2 separate regions of the Oryzias latipes genome follow, and region 1 is linked to region 2. The links are chromatin contacts, called in public Hi-C maps. All regions are on one chromosome and are shown on one strand. Each heading gives the region's core, a stretch centred on a gene start, on an enhancer-like site or on the middle of the called end of the contact. The rest is flanking DNA. Distances are from core to core; before and after follow the strand shown.

The links. Hi-C and Micro-C count contacts between places; a contact is called where the count stands out from the background.
Region 1: a Hi-C map of gastrula embryo shows a contact between it and region 2, with 1.5 times the contacts expected there. The contact joins the promoter of LOC101164658 here to the enhancer-like site in region 2. A contact is called at or near these places in 2 of 5 Hi-C or Micro-C datasets (embryo and gastrula embryo).

The regions. Positions count from the first base shown.
Region 1 is chr11:15,590,970-15,594,996 of ASM223467v1, reverse strand. LOC101164658 (cell division control protein 42 homolog) reads left to right here and starts at 1,560. Exons shown (of 6, transcript XM_004074052.4): 1 at 1,560-1,727. The coding sequence starts at 1,575.
Region 2 is chr11:15,429,429-15,432,952 of ASM223467v1, reverse strand. It overlaps LOC101174115 (chloride channel protein 1), which reads right to left. Exons shown (of 24, transcript XM_011480979.3): 24 at 1,025-2,278. The coding sequence ends at 1,829. Among protein-coding and RNA genes, the nearest start is that of LOC101174115, 30 kb to the right of the region's middle. Within about 2 kb of position 1,937, at least 2 of the 8 cell types and tissues checked have an H3K27ac peak or open chromatin away from gene starts, as enhancers often do. A contact at or near this core is called in gastrula embryo, where this site is marked.

The DNA of each region.
Region 1 (4,027 bases), core at 311-2,810, 160 kb before region 2:
TTACCGAAATGCACCGGTGGAGCTGCTTTCATGCTGTATAGAGACAATGCAAGAGTTGTTAAAATCTGAATAAACCAACAAATTATGAGCTATATGGAGGAATAATCACAAGAAAAAGGACATTTTAGCAGTCTGTGAGTAAGTGGTCAGTTTGGTTCCTTTGCTTGCTGCAGAATACTGTTGAGCTGTGTCCTTGCCGCTTTAAAAACAGAGTGGGGAAGTTGCTAATACTGACTGGAGGGTGACACTGATACATGTTGACAGGTCAAAAGGGGTGAGGCCAGTATTTTTTCCCTTTACATGGCTGTGTGGTGCTTGTGTGTGCACAGGTGTGTGACATCCTCTCCTGTGATCTTATTTCTTTCTTGTGTGTGTTTGTGTGCACGGGCATGTGCAGAAGCCCACCTGAGTGCATATAGTCTGAATGTGCTTATCTATGGGCACACATGCGTGTCAGTGTGTGAGCGTGCAAGATAATCTATAATTAAATTCTCAAGTTTAATGGGATTATCTTTGAGAGACAAGCTGCAAAACGTCCTTGACATCCATCCCGCTGGTTATCCACAGCTGAGTGACTGATAGACACACATGTGGAGGGAGTGGGGTGGAAGTGGAGTGAAAAGAAGAGATCAGGAAGATGCTACAAAGAAATAAAAAGAAGAGTATAGACCAGTTAGAAGAGTAACATTAAAAAAAAAGTACTGGTATGTGAAGCTGGAAATAAAAGGGAGACCCAGAGGGAGAGGAAGGGAGAAAAATGCATTGTAATTATCTCTTCTACTGCTGTGTTACGCTGAAGGTCGGCTGGCCTTTTCCATTTGGCCAGTTTCCCCTCCACCTACAACAGACTGTCAGCCAGGCCAGCCAAAATAAACTCATGCATCAGCAGGGCTGCTTCGCGTCGCATTTTTTGTCAGCTGCAAGTACGAAAGTTATCACATAAAACATCTAATCATTCTTTAAATTTACTACACAAATACATCATTTGGCATTATTTAGATTTAAATAACAAAATATGTGTTGTGAGCCTAGCTTTCGTGTCTTTGAAATATAATTTCCTTATTGGAAAAGTATTTGGAGTGTGAACAATTGCAAATTACAATGATTTATTCACAGCAAAGTTAACAACCTGTCACATAAATTTTTAATTAGTAAATTATTTAAATACAACTAATAATAATAATTTGAATGCTATCATTCTCAAAATTATTGCAGTCATTGACCATTGTTCATTCTTCAGAATCTGCTCTTTGTTTCCCTCTAGCGGACAGTCAGGTAAAGGCATTTCTGTGGGTCAAGTGTTGAGTCATTCCCAAACTGTGGCATGAATTAATTGTGAGTTAATTGTTCAACCCTTTTAATAATAATTTAAACCACTTGTGACAAAATAGGTGAACTTTTTGAGGATTAGAAGTATTTTATTGACCTTTTGAACTACTTCGCATCAGACAACCAAACTAAATCGGTCACAAATTGGCTGATGGTTTTTACTTAATTCAGTGATTTAACAGGATTATGCCTATTTTTCTTAGTTTCACAAAGACACACCACCACGAACACAACGCACGAATAAAATGTCAGACACGTGTAAAGCACAAAACATCTCGTGGAACTTGAACAGAACACACGTTATTGTTCAGACTTCCGCTGGAACGGAAGTAAGTAGGAATGTACGTGAAGCCCTTGAACGCAGCACTTCACCAGCACTCAGGCTGAGAGCGAACGAGGTAAGAGCTGTCATTGAATGTGATTTATCGACGATAAGTAAAAGAAATTGATTCACAAACCTCAAATTATTTTTGAAAAGATGTTCCTGCTTTAAAAGGAAAGATTGTTAATTTGCTGCCGACCTTTTCTGTTAACCGGCAGCTGTCAAAACAAACGACTTCCTTTAGCTAACTAAACTAGCGGAGCGGTGAAGCCAAAAGTTAGAAGTTGCCGGTGAAGTTTAGGTTAACTAATCTGAACAAATTAACAACTCGGTCCCGTGTTACACGTTTATAATTAGTTCTTAGTTACATTTTTAGGCTGTTAAATGTATATATAAGTTGACTAAACAGGTGTTTTTCAGAGGGTGGGGGTCTGGCGGATGTGACTAATGTTAGCCCCGAGCTCGCTGATATTAGCAAGTTTCCTGAACTTTCAGTTGGATTTAGCTGTCAGACTATAGATGCTAAAAGTGTTTTAAACTTAAAACCATATTCTTAAGAGGATGTTTAGTTTTCCCCTTGAGACCCAACCGATAATAAGACCGAAACGTTTGTTGGTTGTTCCCCCGCCGCCATGCGGAAGTGTCTCAAAACAGAAACACTTGGAAGAAAGTTGGTGAAAAACCTAAATATATAACTTTCAAAATGATCTTTTTTTAACGGCGTTACTAAAGACTTCTGCACTCCTCGTTTCTAATTTAGTTTAGGATTATTTATTTATTTGTTTTTGTTGTGGTTTTGCCTGACCAGTATAGGGCTATTTCCTTTTTTTCTTTTTCTTTAATTCTTATATGAGTCAAAAGGCAAAACTGCAGAGCTTCGCTTCAAAGCCACTTTATAAAGGAAAAGAATATTAAAGTAATTTAAAACAAGTTTAAATGAAAAATAATTAGCACAGACAAAGTCTTCACTTTCTTACACGATTGCCATTAAAATCACGCAAAAACAGATTCATAAATACAATTGACATCCCAGACTGTTGTTTTTACATGTATTTAAATGATTTAACTCTTCTATTTGTTTATTTTTATGAAATCCAAATGAAATGAAAATCATTGTTCCTATTGGCATGATTGTGTATTATTTGTTAATAGACCATATGACTATGAACTGGTAGTTTTCAGTTTGTCTGGGACTTTTTCCTTCAATAACATTTCTTTTAAGCACCATTTAGTCATAACCTTTGTGCCTCTGCAGGCTCTAAATAAATGTCAACATGTTGCCTCTAAACAAAACAAAACTAACGTAAACATTGCAAGAACATATGAAATAAAATAAAAATAAAAACATTTTTTGAGGGAAAAGAAATTAGCTTGGAAATGTTGACTTTTGTTTTTTGAAACAACTGAAATCATGTCAGAATTGAAATATATACTTGTATTTGTTGCTTTTCTTCTTTCAAAGTGTTTTGTAAATCTCAATTATAGATGTAAAGTCAGTTTTTGTGGCAAAATTGAATTCAAAAGACGTGTTTTTTTATTGGCATGTTTAATTGCTTCACTTTGTCACATAATTACAGTTTCCAGTTTGTCTTTTAACTATTTTCAGGTAATTAGCTGTGTTTTGCTAACACGGCTTACATCCACTGACTTATATTACTTATCCTCTGGAGTTTCTCTGTTGTGTTCTTCATTAGCATGAATTTGATAAATGCTGAGTGTCCAGAGCCCAAAGATTTAGTCTTAAAATTGTAACAAAATGTCACTTTTCCTAAATAAAATAAAAAGTAAAAAAGTTTTTGACATTTCAACTTTTAAAGGTCTTTTAATGTTTTGGTTTTTTGTATGTTTTGACAAATACATTGAGTATAGAAACTCTAGAAGCGTAGGAAATTACTATTTTTAAAGTAAGATGAAACCTGTTTCATCTTTTGAATCTCTTACTGCCAGTGATTGTAAAACAGGCTCAACTTGATGCGTCAGATAACAGTGTGATTAAACTGGGAACGAAAGGGAAATGTTTGCACTAAGCATCCAGAGTTATTCCTACATACGCGTCTGTCCTGGCTGGTGTCGCCGACCCGTCGCACCAGGACCACCTTGTCCCTGACTCAGAGTTCAGCTGAATGCTTCTGCAGCCAAACAGCTCCAACAAAAAGCCAGTGAAGAGGTGGCAGAGCAGACTGTCTACCATTGTCCCTCTCAGCCGCCGGGTTTGTGAACTGCATACCGTTCGAGTGGTCACAGGTTTATTTCTCTATTATGAAGTAAACAGCGCTTTACAGCGTGGTCACTGTTGCCATCAACTTTTCTCGCAGTCGGCTCGCTGGTTTAGTCACGGCATTCCAGTTAGCCTGCCACCTGATGCATGCAGGCTGA
Region 2 (3,524 bases), core at 688-3,187:
ACTGCGCTAGAGGTTATAGATGGCTTAATAGGGGAAAAGAAGGATTTTGTGGGTGATCCGGTAGGTAATGGGTAGCAACTAAGTGATGATGCGGGTGGCAGAGTTTTGAACCACTTGAAGTCTGCGGAAAGTTTTTTCTGGGAGTCTGAAAAGATGTCACAAGAACCCTAAAAAAAGTTTCCTATCATGTTTTTTTTTCAGTTTTAGAGAGTGATTTAAAACACTCAAAAATTTTTTGACCTTTTTTTGGTCCATATCTCAAGCTACACACACACACCGCCTTCGGAAAAGCGTGTTCAAGAAACCCCTTTCAATGAAAAGTGTATGTAAAGGCCGGAAATGTGCGTTTTGAGCTTCCACATTTACAATTCTCTCATTTATGCATCACTATGCCAGTTTCTACTTACAAAACCAGGTTGAACTTTGACCAATCATGGACTTGGATTGGGAGTGATGTTTGGATTTAATTTCATTTCACTGAAGTTCCAACAATTGATCATGGAGGAGAATTTAATAATTGCAGTTTATGAACAGCTAGAATTCTATGACACCAAGTCTTTTATCAGAATAGAGCTGTGAAAGAAAAAGCCTGGAGCAAGATTTGGGAGATTTGCACCACTCTGACCAAGCCCCTTCCAGTGGCGGACATGTGCCAGTATTGGGTAGCGACAGTCCAGTGTGAACACCGTAACAAAGTGCTTTTAGCATCACATGCCTGATGTGAATGTAGCATCAAAATGTTGTTCTGCCTCTCAGGCTAGCATGCACTTTATGTGGCTGAAAGCGATCAACAGTAGAAACCGTCAACTCAAGAGAAGATGATGTCCACACCGTAGACAGGCTTTTATGTAATAGATTTTTTTGTAAAGTTTTTTAGTAATGAAAATTATGGGAAATTCCACTTTATCATAAATATTGTGTTGAGTTATCATCGTAGCAACAATATCTGAGCACTTTAGAGTGTAAAAAAAGCTTTTCAAAAAAGATATTATTTTTATGGTCAAGTTTGCTAAGTACAAAAATCTCAAATTTGAAGGGACATTTTTATTCTGCCATATTGTTCACCGTTCTATGAGCTTCAAAAACCCATTTGCTAAAGTACACTTAAAACAATTGTTGGCAAACAAAAGAGCTTTGGGGAAAAACATTACACTTAACAAATAAATATATTTATTCACTCATAAAAACTACTTCACAATACATGATGTTAAAGACTTATGGCAGCACCTGAGAAACCTGGGGATGCATCCTGTTGGACAAAAATGCTCTGCATGTAGCTGCTTTCTTCATTAAGTAAAACATGATGGCATAAGCTCTGAGGATGCATTGTGGAGGTCAAAACAGCCAAACGTCACCTACCACTCCATCACTTTTCTTCTGTCTGGATGCTGACACTCAAAAGGATGATTCACCTCTGCTTCTCTACTCAGAGCAAACCCCTTCTTTAAACTTTTAATAATCAGGTATTGAAGAGAAAATATAAAGTTATAGACAACAATCTTCGTATACGAAATGTTTGAAGAACTGGGACTGAAATGGGATGAATGTCTACCTCATAAAGTCTTTGAGATGAGATGAGCTCAACTATCAGCGAGCTGATGAAGCGATTTGGTACAAAGGGAAAAATAGTAAAACCCTGAAAATGCTTAACTTAGTAAATAAACTGAAAGTAAAACAGAGCAAAAAGTTAAAAAAATAAAATAAAAAATACAACACAGATCTTTTTATAAGATGGAGATTTGAGGAGTGGACCAACTGAGTTTGGAACCTAAGAGGTATAAGAAAAGAAGAAGCAAGACGTTAAAAAAAGCCTTTCCATTATAAAAAGCTATACCATTGGCTCATCATCGCTGCCTTCATCCCCCTCGCAGAGTCCTTGTGTGACCCTCAAGGTAGAGAGGGGGAGGGAGGATGAAGGAGAGGGAGGGGGGGATGTGGAGGGAGCAGGGACTGGGGGAGGAGTTGATGAAGGAGGCACATTGAGGTTGCTCGTGAGGCTGCTGTCTTCTGAGCTGGCCCTCGCCTCCCTGTCCACCCCCTCGATCCACACCTCAGTTTCATGCTCATGGTCGAGAGGATGGTGATGGTGGCCGGTGGTTGATGCAGAGGGATTGTCAGGTACCTCTTGGAGGGAGAGAGGGGAGGTCAAGGTTGGAGAAGGAGCAGGGGAAGAGGCGGAAGGTTTGGGGACAGGCTTGTGGTTGCTGTCGCGGAAGCTGGCCAGGGGTGGGCGGAGGCGCACGCCGTAACGCGTGGAGCCTTCGATGGCCCTCTGAAGCTTTTGTGAAGGAAAGCAGGTGGGGGGAAACAAACAAACGAGGATAAGAAAGGTTAACATGCACTTTTTCTTTAAAAGCTACTTACCAAGCCTCCCTGCTGTTTCAAGGCAGGAATTTCAGACTCAAGACCTCGAGGGCCAACATCCTGCTGGTAAGAAATCCTGCTTCATCTGGTGCTGATTACCTGACTCAGGTGTTTTTAGCCAATAAGGAGCTTTAATGGCAGGTTAGTTGGAAAAGATGTAGGACACCTTGAAGACTAAAGTTTGAGACCTGCATTTTAAGGGGTTTGAACAACTACTGGACTTTAATTTGCCCTGAAACTGCAGGGATGCTATGATATCTATCAAAAAGTGCTGCTTCTGAAAGGGAAAAAACCCACAGAAGTCTGTTTTTTTTTGTATCTGGAGTTCCAACAGCTTTTTAAGTCTTCATATCAAGCTGAATATGACAATAATATTTAGTAACTAACTTTGCTGCATCGTGATCATGCAAACATTCAATAAAATATGGATGCTTGTAGGTGTTTCCTCCTTGCCGCTTGGTATCAGTGTGTTGGAGAATGTGAGTTAAAACTGAAAAACTGTCAGAATGATGCAAATGTTTATTTAGTTTTAATGCCTCCATTAAAAGTTAAATCATAAACATTTATACTCTAACCAGTTCTGATGTCACTTATAGTTTACCGAAGCCTGGAACGGCCAGATTAATTGGACTCATCTAAGAACATCACTAAAACACCTCTTGTGGTTATGTGAGGCACTGCAGCATTCAGTACTTCTGGGTTAAAGGGAACAGAATGTGGAGCTTGAACAGAACAAAGGGTGTAGGTGTTATATCTGTTGAGTTTTTATTATTATTGTGTTATGGGGGTTCTGAGCTGCTGCTTCTGTCTTTGCTGCTCCGCTTGGACTCAGAGCCGCCAGAATTGTTTAGGGACCAAGCAACTTCTCCTGTGACAAGAGTCACATTGGTTACAGCTGTCAGGAACTGGAGGTTTTTCATTGGTAGTTTATTTTTTAAATTTCAGAGATGTTTAAAAGGCCTTTTGTGCCCCTTCCCCTCTAAAATCCTGTGCACGGCCCTGCAAAATGCCATTAACTTTCATATCTGGCGCACAATAGTTATGTTTCAAAATGTCCAACATGTCTACATATTTTTAAAACTTTGGGTAAATTAGATGTTTTGTTATCTCCAAAGACGACAAAAATGTTGGTGTTTCATTGCAGATAGTCACAGAAGCAC